Regions from separate parts of the Anser cygnoides genome. Here region 2 is linked to region 1. The links are chromatin contacts, called in public Hi-C maps. All regions are on one chromosome and are shown on one strand. The core of a region is the stretch at or near the end of the contact, and the rest is flanking DNA. Distances in the headings are between cores, read along the strand shown.

Region 1 (7,852 bases), core at 3,224-5,723:
CTAAGTTGAGCATATTTGACCTGAAATTCTGAGACTTACAGTAATTCTGAATCATGGCAATGATGATTGTGCAGCAGAATCCAGGTTTCTCTCATCGTAGAGGAGATGCGTAGTTGTTCTGGATCAACTGCACTCTTCTTGTTTGCTGTCCTTTCTCGCTTGAAGTCTTTCCTTACTATGCCTTGGGTGGGGAAAAAAGCATAGGTGGACTGTTCAGATTATAAGTATAAGGCCACTGTAATACTCCAGTCAATTAGATAACAGCATGTGTTTTTTTTTCCAGCCACGGGCAGTATTGACTCCTTGGGTGCCATGCACGCAATCCCTGTAGTGGTGTCTCTCTGTAACAAAGGCTTCGTGGCAGCAGAACTGTAATGGACAGTAAATTCAGTTTTCTTTTAATTCATGGGCATTCTAGCCATCCACCTGGAAACTGTAGTTTAGCTGATGGTTAACAGATAATTATATAAACCCATGTCCTCTACATACCTAAACAATAACAAAATATTTATAACTGTTGCTTTGCTGTTATAGAGAATTCATCCTATTTACTGTTTCTATAGTTACCAGATTACATGTAAAAACAATAAAATCTTTTCTATTATCCATAAACATAATAAAAAATGCTATACTACATAGCTTTGTCTTAGTCAATAATTCTAGGCTTAGCCTGAGGGGTTGAAAAGAAAATTATTCCTGTTACAAATTTTAATTATGCCATAAACTTTGGGAAACGGCTATTGATCTTCAGCATCTGGCACCAGAAATGTTACCTTGTTTTTTTGGTTATTTAGTTTGTGAGTAGCATTGTCACATAAGATGAAAAAATAAAAAAATAAAAAAACACCAGAGGAGATGATGTACCATATGCAAATGAGAATATTTTGGTTTGTTTATGTACTAAAACTATTTTATTGCTGAAGAGTTTTTTTTTTTGTTTCTCACCAGATTTATTTTTAGCTATCTCCAGAGAAATTTGCATTTGAGATGCAAGAAAGCAAATTCTAATTCTATCAAAGACACTTTCTCACCATGGGACCATATAATGTAAACAGTATGCTTCTTGTCTTAGAGGTACATTCACAATTGCAATTCAGTTGACTTTTTTTGGTGTGGAAAAAACACGATCCCAAGGACCGGATGAGACAAAGGCTGAAAATTAGTGTCTCACTTCTTCCTTTCAACATGGGTTCTCAGAAGATGGGTGTCAGTGTAAAAAATATTTAAAGTTTTGTATAAAGCAGTGAAAATGAAATTCTGATCTGTTGCAAAGCTAGCATCATTCTTCAGGAGAGCGAGGTCTTCCTCAGATGTCCCTGTGCTCAGAGGGTAGTGTCATTAAGTGTACTGATATATAACCCAGATTAGAGCTAGAACCTCGTTTACCCAAACTGGAATGCTCATTTTTGTGTTGCAAATTACTTAAAGCAGATAGATGAAGTTCACCATTAGTTCTGAGTTACAGATCTCGCCATCAAACAGGGTGTAGGAGGAAGAGTTTTTCAACATATTTGAATTTCAGAAGAGCGTGTAATGAGTGCAGTGTTAGAAATGCAGGCTACCTTTCTTGATCCTGGTAAGGCCTAGAGCCAGTGTTTCATGTTGTGGTCCTTGAGGTTTGACTGTAGGTGAAAGAGAGGAAGAACTGAGGTGATCTCCAAAAGTGGTAATTTTAGGTGACTGGAAGTAGAGCCTACTCTTTCATTAAAGCTTCAGTACAGAGATCCCTGTAGGCAGAGTAGGGTAAACCTCCCTTTCTTTTTCTCCTTCCAAAGTGGTCTTTGAGGAGGTGCTGATTTGCGTCCTTTTGTGGTAAATTAAGCAAGATTTCTTTCTTATTCATGAGAACTGGAAATACATAAAGAAAACTCAGAGGGTTAGAGAGCTCCCAAGCACTTTCCCTTGGAAGAAGGACGATCGAGGTCACCTCACCGTGATGGTGAAGAGCGATGGAGACTCTCGGACTCCATGTGTGGATGCCTGTGGGACCAAAACTGTGCTTGCCTTCTGTGTAAGTGTCTATGTTGTGTAAAGCTGGAAGGCAAGTACGGATGGTTCTGAGGACTGTGCCATGCTAATGATGTTTTAGTTGGCCCAATATGAAGATAGCGAACCTAGTCTTCATGCCAACTACTGTGTCAACGCATATGATTCAAAAAGGTAAGACGTTCGTAAAGCTATAGCCTGTGGGTACGCTGCTCTGGTAAGGAAACTCCCAGAACACCTTTGAGAAATACTGTACTTTTTTCCATATTTCAGCGTGGAGTGGATATTGTTCTATCAGTTCTGCATGTTTGTTTGTTCCATATTTTTGTATCTTCAAGCACCCTGTGGTGAGAATTGATACCAAACAGCATCTGAAATACCTCAAGCATTGTGCATGTTATAGCGATGCTGTAACTTCTTCTTGAATAGTGAACTAAGTGAAATAGGACAAAGATGACTTCAGAGAGGCAGCTTTTAGGTAGTTGTTGCCAGTTCTTCTGCAGGGAATTGCTCCCTCATAAGGGCATCTGCCAGCTGCGTGTTGATGCTTGAACCCTTCCGGCTGACCTTACTCTGCACAGCCTCGATCAAAAGGGATAGCACAATATCGTTGAGGCTTGCAGGCATCTGAGGTGGCCAAAGTGACAGGTTGCACTCCAGCAGGTAAACGGTAGCCTATTAAGAGCACACAGAGACAGAATGTGTCGTGTGAGAGGCAAGTGTTTTGTTGGCCTGAGCTTCAGCGGGGAAGACAGCTGGGGCTGTTTCAAGGACAGGGGGGCAGTGATGCGGTTTCTGAAGGCTTTCTGTGGCAAGTTCTGGCTTCTTGGCGTAAATATCTTGATGTAAGGCTAAATGCTTAAATCAAAAGATGCAGATGCATTCTTTGTGGAGCAGGACTAAAGGTGGAGTCTGACTGCAGAGGCCTCAGTAAAAAATAAAGACAAAAATTTGGCTTCTCTGAAGAACCCCAGTACTACTTGAATAATATTTTTTCTGTTTTCATTTAAAAAAAAAAAAGTATATATTTTTTTTTAACTGGGGAAAATCCATTTAAATACTTTTTTCTCTAAAAACTTCAAAGAGTTTGCGAACCTAAAGCTGCCTTGACTTTCTTTCTTCAGCAGTTACCCTCTAGCCATTTAAATTTGGCCTTGTACTCCAAAAAAAAGTTTTGGATACGTTGAGCCATTTATTTTAGTGACAAAAGGAAGCTTAATTCCTTGAAAAACGTAAGCTCGAGTTTTTAGGTACTGTGCATGGTTTCTGGCTGGCAGGTCAGATTTGTACTGCTGCCATATGCAGCAACTTAAAATTCACGTTGGTGTCACTGCAGTTACTACAATGAAGCCACCACGCCAGGAGACTATTAACTTTCAGTTAATGATAACAGAAAATGTTTTATAATAAACCATGAAATAACCTAAACATCTGTAAGAGGTGTAAAAAATTTACATTAAAATGCAATTAGCTTTTCCTTTATTTGACTCTTATTAACAAAATTGTTAAGAATTTTTTTAACATGAAAGACTTGCTTTGGAGGGAATTTGTCTTTTCTCTTTGCTCTAACAGTAGATGATGAAATTTTCTGGTGCCTACATGTAGGGAGATAAGCTCTTCTGGTAGGGTAAAAAGCTGTAGCTTGCACTTGTTAAAACTAGGTGCAGAGTTGTACTTGAAAGACTTGAAGCTACATGTGGGCTAAGACAGAAAAGAACTGATTTCAATTTTTGGTTGAGTAACAGATTTTCTCTATGGGTTTGCTAAACCCCTTGGCTTGGTTTGTGCAAGTCGTTTGTTTCACACTTCACCTTAGACTCTCATTTGAGATACTCAGATTATACTGCCTGAGCTCTGCAGACATTGTGAGGTTAACATCCGTCAGTAAATCATGAAATGCCTTTGCCTTAGCAAAGGTGGTAAGGACTACTTACAGGTATTTCTGTGGTTTTAAATTGCTCATTTCTAGCAGTAGAAGTGTTCAAGTTAAAAAGTGGGGGAAAAAAAAAAAACAACCTTCCAGAGTTTTATTAAGAAGTGAGGTTAGAACATGCTGAGCTATTAAAAATCAAGAGAAAGAATACAGCTCTTACCACAAAGGGTGGGAACTGAAAGGTTGGAAGAGAAAAAAAGAACAAAATTAAGGTGATAGTTTGTTCAGTAACCATTTCTGCAGTTCTGGTCAGTTAGGAAAGCTGGCAGCATCACTCAGCTTCATTTGCATTGATGGCGAAAGGGTATGGAAACCTTAAATCAAGGAGTAAGTTTCCACCTTCCTGAGGATGTTTCTTGTTTCAAGACAGATTTTTCAAACAACTAATTGGCTGTCCATCTGAAGTGCTGTAGGCACTGCACTAATAAGTGTTATAAAACAGGTCTAAATGCAAGTCTTGATGTAATTATTCTCATTACCTCCTTCCTTTGTCATGCAGAAGATCCAGGACAGGCCTCCGGGTGAAGGAGGGAGTAGTTACTTCAATGCAATGCTCTCTACAGCAGTTAAGTGAACATTGTTCCTTTTTTTCCCTCGTGCTGTAAAGCTCCATTTCAAACTGAGCTTCTCTAAGCTCTCTGCAGAGATGATCTAGAAGCAAAGGGTTCCCTGTGTGTTATTTCAGTGTTGGTTCTGTTTATCTGCTAGCCCGTCCATTTTACATTAGTCAAATATTAACCAAAATACAAATAACCAGTTTCTTAAATGTGGAAACCGAGATTTGGCTTATAAATCCAATGTATCTTTTATTTTCTATGATATTGGTGCATTTTCAAAGGGGAGTATGTTGCATGAATGTCGTGCTGGCTCTGCTGAAGGTGGCTCGTCAGGTCATTGAAGGACATCACAAGGGTCTATAAACCAATCTTTCTTTTACCATTTCGGTCTTCAACTGGGGATTAGAAATTATGTATCTGTAGGTCATTGCAAAAGTTGCATGCTTTTACAAGCACAGGAGTTGATCTGCAACTTAAAATCCACCATGCTTGGAGGCTTTGTGGTAGGTACGTGGGTGTATGCACAAACAATCTGGTGATCTTGTTCTACGTACAGCCATTTTTCATAAAATCAGTGGCATGCAAAGCTCATTGTCTGGCTACCTTGGGTATATATTTCTATTTTGCTAAATTTTGCCCTTCCCACAGAGCATGACTGAGACAAACTGGAAGAGCAGCAAGGAAAGGCTGCACAGTGCCTTGATGTACCCGCTGTGGGGTTTTGCACGGTGCAGTGGTTCAAGTGTACATTGTTTGCACACTTAGCTTATTACTGAATTCGGCTTTAAAAAAAATGAAAGATTTGTTTTTCTTGCTTTTTAAATATGCTCTTCTAACCCCTGGAGTAAGCAATGCATTCACAGGCAATAATCCCGCTGGTTCTCCTGTCACCTAGCTTAGTCAAGATGCCTTTTTTGAACAGAGTTGGCGAAGGTGGTCGAGACGTTTTCTTCTAGAGATCTACCCAAAAGCAAGAGGGAAATCAAATCGAATCTAAAAAGAAAAGGAGTCTTAGTGTCAACATGTATGCTGCTTTAGGGTATTGTCGTCTTTGGTTTATTTCATGTAATGAGGAAGGCCTGTTGTAGCTTTATTTCTCTTTATTGCTTTGTCTGTAGTGCAGGCCGAAAGGAAATATTGCACTGAATTTAACGTGTGTCCCAGTTCTGCAGCGTGTACGATTCCTGCTGTGTTCATTGCTAAATGAGTGTAAGGGCCAATAAAAAATGTTTTTTTGTCTATTTCTGAAGTCAGCTGTTGGGTTTAAGAAATTTGGATTGTTTTTTCCTCCATTGGTGTCAGCTGCAGCTATTTGAACTGGATTGACTCTTAAAATGCAATTACAGCAAAATTGAAAGATGCGGGAAAGAAAAATTGCCTTCATATTTCAGAAGTGATTTTTAAAAATAAAATAACACTGTTTTCTATGGTCTCAGAAAAAGACTTTTTAAAAACTGAATCATAAACTTGGACTCAGATTTAATTTATTTAATTTTGTACCAGTCTGCTGTAAATGATCTGCCTTGGGGCCAAGTGAATAGGAGTTTTCTGTATGCTGGGGGCTTCGAATAGGACTTTTTTCACTAGAGAGTTAAGTGTATCAGGAAAAGAAACAAAACTGCTGATGAAGCAGGCTCAGTATATAGGTATTTGTCAGGTCTTAAAAGATGCAGTAACTTCATCTTGCAGCACATTTCTAGTTAAGTGAGTAATTTAGTTTTGAAGACAGACCTAATTCAAACCAAACTGGGACTTTTTGGTTTCTTTTTTTTTTTTTTCAGCTGTGAGAATCTGTGTCCTTGGCTACATTCAGATGTTTCATGTGCACAGCATCTGAGGGAAGACAGGTTTTAAGTGGAGGCGATGAGATACAGCTGGGATCTTTAGATTGCTTTTGCCCAGATGTGAAGTGGGCCCCTGAATCCACCTTCCAAACCTTTTTTCTGAATTTCAGTCCTATGCTTTCACAGATTAGAGGTATTATAAGTACAAACATACTTTTTTTTTTTTTAATAAATCACTTTATCCTTTTTGTCCTATGTATCATAGTTGTGGACTTGATTTGAATTCTTCCAAGATTAGAGATGTGAAATACATTCATATATTCCTGCATTTAATTTAATTTGTATATTTCTTCTTCAGAGTTAGGGGAAGGAGCACCCAGTTACCCATGTCTGGCTTTTGAGGAAAGCAAAGAAAAAAAATGTAGTGAAGTAGCCTCAGCTGTATCTATGCTGTGAGTTATCTTTGAACAGGTTATATTCACAGCTGGAACTTCTTGTGTGTGTGTTGGGGAGGAGTGGGGAAGGGAGGGAGAAATTATACTGTCTACTTCAATCATTACCTAAAAAAATAAATACATGCATACACACATAGTTCTGGAACATTCATTTGTAATAAGTAAATTACAGTTGATCATATACTAAAAAAAAAAATCCTTCTGTTGGTATGCTTTGGTTTGACAGACTGTTTTTAGGGCGCTTTTTTTTTCTTGTTTTCCGGTTTATGGTGTTTATAGGCTAAAAAGTTGTAATTGGCACTATTTTTCATTCTGCATTAGTTTTATTTTAGTGTTTGTTTCAGCAAGTTGGCTTGTTTGGTTCTTTGAATATGCACATCTGTTGTAAAGATGCAAAACTTAGAGGCATGATTGGTTACTGTAATAAGAGAAAATAAAAATCCTATATTCCATGAATAGAAGAGAAGCAGGATGCTTAGATGAGGTGTTCGAAAAGCAGTGTTTTAAACCAAACTGGATTGTTCAGTTATCATTTGTAAACCCTGTAACCGTGAGGCACTTCAGCCATTCTAAATTACTAGTGTATAAATGTTTAAATTATGCCAGGTATAGAGATAAACATTTTTATTATGATTCAGAATTTGAAGATCATCAGTAACTTCTTATTCTTCATAAAGTTCAATTTCATGCAAGAGTAACTGATGTTTTCAGATGCAGTCAGTGACACTGTGGCTTCAGCAAAGCTTCTAGGCGGTAAGGGAGAAGGAATAAGAGAAATAATTTTGAATAGTTTATGGTTGTTTTACTAAGGCTTTTGTGACAGCATTTCCCATATTGTGTTATTAAGCTTGAGCATTATATTAGTCACTTTATGTATCATAACTGTATAATTACTATATTTTGTATATCCTAGTTTGTTCCTGTTAGCTTTTAGTCTTAAATCGTTAAAGGCAGATTTTAAATTCAATGTGAATTAGAATATGTTTTTTCTTAATCAGGTCAGTCCTTGTAAAAGCACCTGTAGATTTTGACATCAGCCATTATTACAGTTTTCCTTTCTCGAAAACAGCATTTCTAAATAGTCTGTCTTTTTATAATTAATTAAGACGCAGTGAAGATGTGTTTTTAACTATTTTA
Region 2 (7,852 bases), core at 1,790-4,289, 130 kb before region 1:
TAGGGGAGAGAAAGATGGGGAAAAAAGAGATGGAGAAAGGACGTGTTCAGCCCCTAAAAGTGATCTTTGGGGATGAAACCATTACTGAGTAGTCTGGAACACCAGCAGAAACAGAGCCCTCTTGTAGCACTTGGTGAAATTGCTGTTTTACCACTTTGAGCATCTTTAGTTAAGCTGGTTGGTTCTCCTAAGAAGTTAGCATAGGTTTAGCTGTGGTTAGCACTCCGTATCTATACTTAACAAAAGAAGACAAGATGTCTCTTCTGGTGCAATGGGGTCCTTTTTTATGTAGTAGGGATTCTTCTTTTTCATCCTAGTTTTGAGTGTTTTTAGGCTTCAAACCTTTGTCTAAGGACTAAAAGAGGTGGTAGGACCAGCAAGAGAATTCACACATGAAAAGGATAAGGTTTTCATTTTCAAAAACTGCCCAAAATTTGAGGGGTTTTATTAGTTGCAAGCAGCATAACAACTTATTTCTGTCAGCAGCCTCTAGTTATAATGTGAGATAAGTATCTTAACCTGTGTTGAGCATAAAGGTGTACAATAGACAGATCGATATCAAGTACTTGAAGATGGGTTTACATGAGCATTTTTAGACTACCGTGTGGTTTCTGACATCTATTTGACAAGCACTTAAGGCTACAAGATTTATAAAAACATGCTTTAGAGCTATATCTCATTGAAATCATTGTAAGCTTGTTTTACTGGAGAGAGGACTGATTACTGTCCTGTGAGTCATCAATGTGTTGAAGAGAACTATGCAAAATGTGATCAGTAATGTCTCAGGAGGTACATGAATGCCTTGGCTGCGTTTGTTCAAACCTCTGATCCCCATGCTGTGTGTTGCAATCAGGTTAACTGATAAAAACAAAACAACAAGAACAAACCAGATAAAACTGATAGCAATATTTGCTCTTCATTGAGGTCAAAGGGGTGTAAAAGCTGACAGTTATTGATGGCTTCATTGACTATGAAACTACTAAACATTATCCATTTAGGGGAGAGATCAATATGAAAAGCATCAGCTAATGGGGGACTACCTGTGGTGCTATCACCGGGTGTATGCCCATCCTGTTGATCTGCAAGGCTACTGTAAAACTGGTTTCTCAAAAAGAACAGAGGTCAAAGCTAGAAAACTCTGAATTTTAGAGAACAGCTGTGCACATTCATGAGACTCATTGACTCTGGTATCTTCCAGGAACTCTTTATTTACTTAAAGAATTTCATGGAATTTGCCATTCAGTTAACCTTTACACTACGTACAGCAGACTTTGGTTTACAGTAGAACTGTTTGGATTAAGGATTGGTACAACTACGTTTGTTTCACATCTGTGGTCTTATGTACTAAGGAAATAGAGTCAGCAAATTAAATCTTCGTAAATCTTTAAGAAAAAAGAAATATGTGTTTAAAATTTTACTCAATTTTGGTTTGCTGCTGACATTCACTTGCAGATGTTACAGCAGACCTGCTGTGTTTTTGCCATAAACCAGGCGACAGCGGCTGGAGCATTCCAGTGCTCATTTCCAAAGTTGAGCATGTGTAGCTACTTCGTCAGCCTCATCATTCCTGTGGTCTGTGATCAGTCCATAATCCCTCAGGTAGGTGACAAATTTATTTCCTGAATGTTCCTCCTGGGTCTATGTTGCTATGGTCAGAGCCTTTTTATGGGCATAGAAAAATTATTGTATTATAAACAGCTGAACGTGGAATTTGCAAACTGCAAATCTTTGGCACCCTCTATAGTGAACTACATAGGACAGGCTGCATCTCTCCCAGAATGTGAAATCATTTTTAAGACGAGATCAACTAGAGATAGTCGCATAGAAGAAAAGTCTTAAAGTCAGAGAAAGAAATGCTAAAATAATTTCACCATTCATATCAAAAATAGCTATTTTTCAATTTTCATATTTCCTCTAGTCAAATTTAGCAGTATCTTTAATCTACAGAAAAATCATATATAATTTTGTCAATTATTGACAAATTCTATTGCAGTTATTCTGAATGCAACAGTTTTACTTCATATGTCTACAACAAGTAAAAAGGAAAGAGAATGGCAATGAAATACTGTGTTCTGTAATCTCAGCACGGACCAAATACCATATACAAACCAGAGATGCCTACTCACAAGATTAATCCTCCAACATCTACAAGCTCTTTCAGCTGCAACATGAACAAGCAGCAAGCTCAGACTCAGATCTGCTTTGAATTACTTTGGCAGCAACAGCCCTACGTGTTCATGCTCCAAAATGTGGTGTCCCTGCAATGTGATGGTACATCTGAACTGGGAAGGGGAGGTGAGTGGATGTGGTACCTGACTTCTTTCACTGCCATGCAACCACCTGTGGATGATGGGCAGAGGCAGAATGGCACAAACCCATTTTGTTAGTGCCAGCAATGCCACTCTTGCTTCTTTACTAGATTGCTCTTGTTTTCCTTTGAGAGCGGTTTGTAACAGTATGAGCTTGTACCCAATTAGGTAAGAGTTAAAAACAGCAATTAAAAATACTAACATTTAATTTTAGAAAGTGGGGGCAGACTGGAATAATCCAGAGCAGACAGCAGGGTCAACAACAGACATGGTCTGTAAATTGACTCTGTCTGGAGTGAGCAAACTAGGTAACTGCTGATTAGGCAGGTCTTGTGATGTGCCTTTTGTGAAAACAAATTCAAGCTGCAGCCTTCCATACACAGTACGGCTGATGACGGGTTGTTACTTAAAGGTCTGGGAAAGCAGCTTTCAGATCCTGAGCCTGTCAGAAAAAAAACACAGCATGAGGGGACACAAATAATGAAAACAAATGTACACAGAGAACTGGACGGATAACACCAGTGCAGAGGTCAACAGTGTGATATGCCCTGAAATGTATTGCAGGAAACTGCAAAGTCAAAGCTGACCCAGGACACCAAAATAGTTTCCATGTGTTTATTACTTGCTGTGCTTGGGCCCCGATGGGGCAAACAGTATCGGTTATGTTTTTCTTTCCCCATGCAGGGTGTCATGGTTTTAAGATGCTTCCTATTGCTGGAGAAAGACTGTAAAATTGCACTGACAGGTACAGGTGGTTGGAGAGGGGAGGAAAAAAAAAAAAGGCAGCAGCTAATGATGGCCATGCTAGGGGAGGTTGGAGTGCAATGACAAATGTCATGGCCAGCTGGAGCAGTGCTGATGTGCAAAGCACAGGTCAGCACCAGCGATCACCATGGTGGTGCTGGGGGTTTCAGCTATTCCTGTATACCTTTGTGACTACAGGACCTTTTCCTTTTAATTCAGCATGAAGATAGTTTTCAGACAGCGCTTAATGAATCACTTCCCTTACAAATGAGTAGCAGGAAACATCCTCTAATCAACAGAACCCTCTCATTGATGTTTTCTTTTTTTTTTTCCCCACAGGTGTTTAAAAAAAGTCTTATTTCCAGCTGTCACATTTGCACAACTCACAAAATAGCTGAGAAATCAGAAGCAATCTTATGGATTTCTAGTCAGACCTTTCTGACTGGAAGATGGGACTGAGTAAAGAAAGGTAATAAAAGGGGAGCACTTGGCTGATTTACTTCTTGTGAGTGTGAGGCCTCAGACTGGCACGAGGAATAACTCTTGTTGTTGTTTTTTTAACAGCAATAATTCTGGTGTACTCAGAGTGAAGTAGTTACTTTTTTTCAAAAAAAAAAAATCACAAAGAATAAAACCTGTAGGCAAATCTACTATAATTATTACTTGACTCACTCTGCAAAAGGCAGCTGCTGTAATTTTACATGCACTTCCAGCATCAGCTGCTGGTCTAATGAGCTTTGGAAGACCAGCTCTGCCAGCCTGACAGCTCCAAGAAATACAGAAGCGTGGAAAAAGTGGCATTGATGTTTCAATAAGTGATATTATTTCCTCTAAGTCAGCATGAACAAAATGCCATGGAAGAGTGTTGGAGGATCTAAGAGGCACCACTTTTAAATAAGACTTAAAACTGGGACTCACCTTCTCACTGGAAGTGAGACACTATCCAGTGCACAGATGATAAATACCTGTACGTGGTCATAGACCTGAAGGAATCCAGACTCACAGTGGGAAAATACACAGAAGCATTTTGGTTGTTTGCCATATGTGGGAACTTAATAAACACTACTGGATATTTCTGCATGGCACAAACTAGTTCCAAATAAAGTAATTCAGATCTCTTAAATAGGACTTCTGTTGTAGCACTGGACCTTCATCCAGAGAAGTTCTCTGCAGGCTGCTGCTCCAGTGCAGAGTAAGGTTTGTGTCTTCGTAACATTGTGCCCCAAAGTCATGGCTCTTGTCACCTTTGTGGTTAAGCCTCTAGCCCAGATGTAACTTCTGGTGGTCTGGGTGTCTTGCTGCCAGCAGCTGAGTCCTAGAAAAATGTTCATATTCCAGATTAGACAGGGAGGAATCATAGGTTGGAATTAAATCTGCGTTTCCCATTTGGCTTTGTTCTGATCCACAATTGTTCTCACAGTACAGTTAAAAATAAAATGACCTCTTTCTTTTTCTAACTGCTGTCAAAATTGTCATTCCCCACCAGATGCCCTAACTTCCAACTGCTCCCCGCTGGTACTGCTGCCCCTGTTGTCTCTCAGTCCAAAGAGCTTCTGAACAAGAGACATGCTTTTATGGAGCCTGGCAAAGCTTCAGAAGGGAAAAGGAAAAATCAATACAGCTTCAAAGCAAAGTCTTTGCTTCAGTGAATATGACATTTGCCCTTTCTTCACTAGTGGGAAAAACAACAAGGACACTTACGCCAGCAATGGAAATAGAATGAATGACAACAGAGCGACCTTCCAGGTTTAACTTGTAAAGGGAAATGTCTTTATAGTCATTGTCCCTATTTGGTGACATCAAAAGCAGGTGTAGGGTATTAGGTGGTGCAGTCTTAGAATGAAGGGGAAAGTAACACAAAGTCAAAGAGGAGAGTTGAAGGAATTTGGAACAAGTAATAATGGACTCAGCTGAAAAGATGGAGAATAAAAGACAGAATAAAGGTGAAGTCCATTGCTGCACAATCAAATCAACTACAAAATGTCACCTGCAAATGTGGGCCACAATATTAAAAGGACTTTCCAGTAAGTTTTACACCATTTCAACAGCTTCACAGCTACTGAAAATGACCACAGTTTCAGTTTGCCAATGAATGGCTTCTCACTAAGGCTGAAGCAGGTCAGAAATTTTCCAAGAGAAGTTGCAAATACCAATTAAATAAATGAATGTTTCTACAAAATCAAAATAACTTTGAAAAGCCCTCAGTGATGTTTTTGGAGGGTTTACAAAAATGTCAAATAAATGTAAACCTTACAACTCTGCTTCAATTCATTTTCATATTCAAGTTTTCATTAATTTAATTCCTGTTTAATTCTGACTTTTTGTTTATAGTTCTTTTTGTTTCAAAACTAGATGCTTGTTACAGGTCCCTAATTTCATTCTTCTTTGACTATGCCACTTCTTAGTTAGTTTTCCAAGTTGTTTTGTTTTGATGTTTCTACTTCTGTGTCATTTTTTTCACATGCAACTTTGTGGACCTCTTTTTTTTAGAATAAAATGCATTGTTCCAATAGGCTCTGTGTAATTGTTTGAAAATACTCTTTTGTTACATTAAAAAAAGCATTTTCCTTATGTGAAGCCATGCAAGCAGCTGCAGCTGCCCCCGGCAGTGGATAATTCACAGCACCTACCTTCCCCCGCTGAGAGGGGATGCTGGGTCAGATGCTGTTGTTGCAGTCATGTAATGGAGCAGACTTCATCCCTGGTGAATCAAATAGCACGACTTCTGAGGAGCACACTCGTAGTGTAGCAGGACAGTCATGTACTCATACTCTGACCCCTGTACTTGTGCTGGGTGAGAGTTCTGCAGCTACAAGAATCAATAAAAATGTATTGATTTCTCCGCACTGTCATAAAGCTTGTCTGCTCTTATCTGCAGTTTGCAAGCTGAAAAAGAAGACTGTAAAACTACAATTGTCTTAGACTTTCTCTCTTTTTATCACCCCCATTCTGTGCTCCTTACACCAGAGACCAAGATCTGTTTCTGACAAAGCCACCCGGCCAGGGAGCCATAGCCCCACTTGCTGTATCACAGCATCCTACTCTTCTAACACTGTTTGGGAAAATAGCTGCTTTTGAAGCTTTCTAAGTAAGAAGTGTAGGTGGGATAGCCCCAAAGAGTAAAGGTGAGTGACTTATCTGGGGCTTAACTCATCCCTCTACATGCAAGAAATGGTAGTCAAGGACATGTAAAAATGTGATTGAAGAGCTTGGTGTCTCTCTGGGTATTCCAGATTCACATAAAGGTGTTTGTTTTTTTTTTTTTCTGGATCATTTCAGCTCCCTTCGCAACTGTTTGATGTTTTCTGTTCTAGGAAGAAGGTAGGTAGGCACCTGAAGAAAATAGGAATGTCCTCCATTGTTGAAAGCTGTCTCAGTTTTAAAAATGAAGTGGGAGAAGGGTAAAGTAGTATTTTCAATATTTAATTTCATAGCAACTGTCACCTAAAGCCATACATGTCAAAAAATGAATAGGCAGATGTCTGCCTTTGGTAGTCGTGCAGATTATTTGGGAAGCTTGGCTTCAAACTTCTGGGCATGGATGCAACTGTTTGTCAGCCAAGTAGTCAGTCTTGGTTAAATCCCAAAGTCCTCATAAAACACCCACAGCACAGCCACAGAGCAAACAGGTCAGGAAAGATTCACCCAGAAGACAAAGCCACAAGACCCTTACACACTGTAGAGCACAGTTTGATGAGTCCTATTATTTCATTGGCTAGGTCAACACTGTCACTAAATAACTATATTAGAGTGCTGCAAAACAACAAAAAATGTGAACAGAAGCAAAGTATCTTACAGCATTTAAAAGCATCAGCTTTGGATGCTTTTGTTTCTGTGGAGAATGAGGACTTTGACATTCAGCTATTCCTATTGATAAGGTCCCCAGCTGCACTCATTTCGATAAAAATATGTGCAGTATGGCAGATAAAGCTGTAATGAGCGATAGATATATGTGACCACTGGTTGAATGACCAACTGCATACATATCATTATCAATATTTAAATTGTGTGTTACTGAGGGTAACATAGTTGTGGCACATAATACTAGTAGCCGCTGCTTTCTTCTCTATCAGCTAAAGGGCAAGAGAAACCTGCTAATAAATAGGAAAACACTGTGTGGTTTGTCTGCCCCACTGCCATTTGTGACTTTCCCTGCACTGCTGGCTTCAAGCACATCATTTTAAGAATACGACATTATAAATTTACACTGTTGGGGCTATTGCAAGCAGGATGTTGAGACAGGCCCACGTGCACTGTTTGTGATTAGTGGAGTCTGCAGCTGATAACACGGAGAAGGAAAAACCTTAGATCTGAGCCATTGCCTTGCAACAGAATAGGACAACATAGCCTTTACATGAAGATATACATGCAAGCCAATATATACTTTGGGTTTTGGGTAGCCTTTTCAAATACGTTTATTCAAAGGAAAAAAAAATACAATTCTTCCTAAATAAACATATATAAACTCACATCTCTTCCCTCCCTTCCTCCCAGGCAGAAATCTGTAGTCCACAGATCACCGAGTCATGTTGAAGTACAGAAAATATAGCCCAATCAAGCCAGTAAAACAACCCAGATTTTAGAGATGAAGGTCTCTAAATTAAGTGTTGTGCTGCTGACCCCCAGGCTGTTAAAGCATGTGACTGTTGGCTCCAGCACCACAGTTGCTATGGCAATTCATATAGACAAAAGCAGTAACCTTTCAGGATCCAACCAGGTAAAAAACTAGGACTTAAATTACACTCAGAAACAAACAGGAAGCTGATATAGATGCCAAAGCATCGATATACTGTATTCTC

The links. A called contact is a pair of places that touch in the nucleus more often than the background predicts.
Region 2: a Hi-C map of liver shows a contact between it and region 1, with 2.1 times the contacts expected there. The contact joins two enhancer-like sites. A contact is called at or near these places in 2 of 7 Hi-C or Micro-C datasets (both in liver).

Annotation. Positions count from the first base shown.
Region 1 is chr9:20,747,227-20,755,078 of Taihu_goose_T2T_genome, reverse strand. All of the region lies in intron 2 of NAALADL2 (N-acetylated alpha-linked acidic dipeptidase like 2), which reads left to right. Among named protein-coding and RNA genes, the nearest start is that of NAALADL2, 120 kb to the left of the region's middle. Within about 2 kb of position 4,473, at least 1 of the 3 cell types and tissues checked has open chromatin away from gene starts, as enhancers often do. A contact at or near this core is called in liver, where this site is marked.
Region 2 is chr9:20,874,243-20,882,094 of Taihu_goose_T2T_genome, reverse strand. No RefSeq gene overlaps it. Among named protein-coding and RNA genes, the nearest start is that of NAALADL2, 6.6 kb to the right of the region's middle. Within about 2 kb of position 3,039, at least 2 of the 3 cell types and tissues checked have open chromatin away from gene starts, as enhancers often do. A contact at or near this core is called in liver, where this site is marked.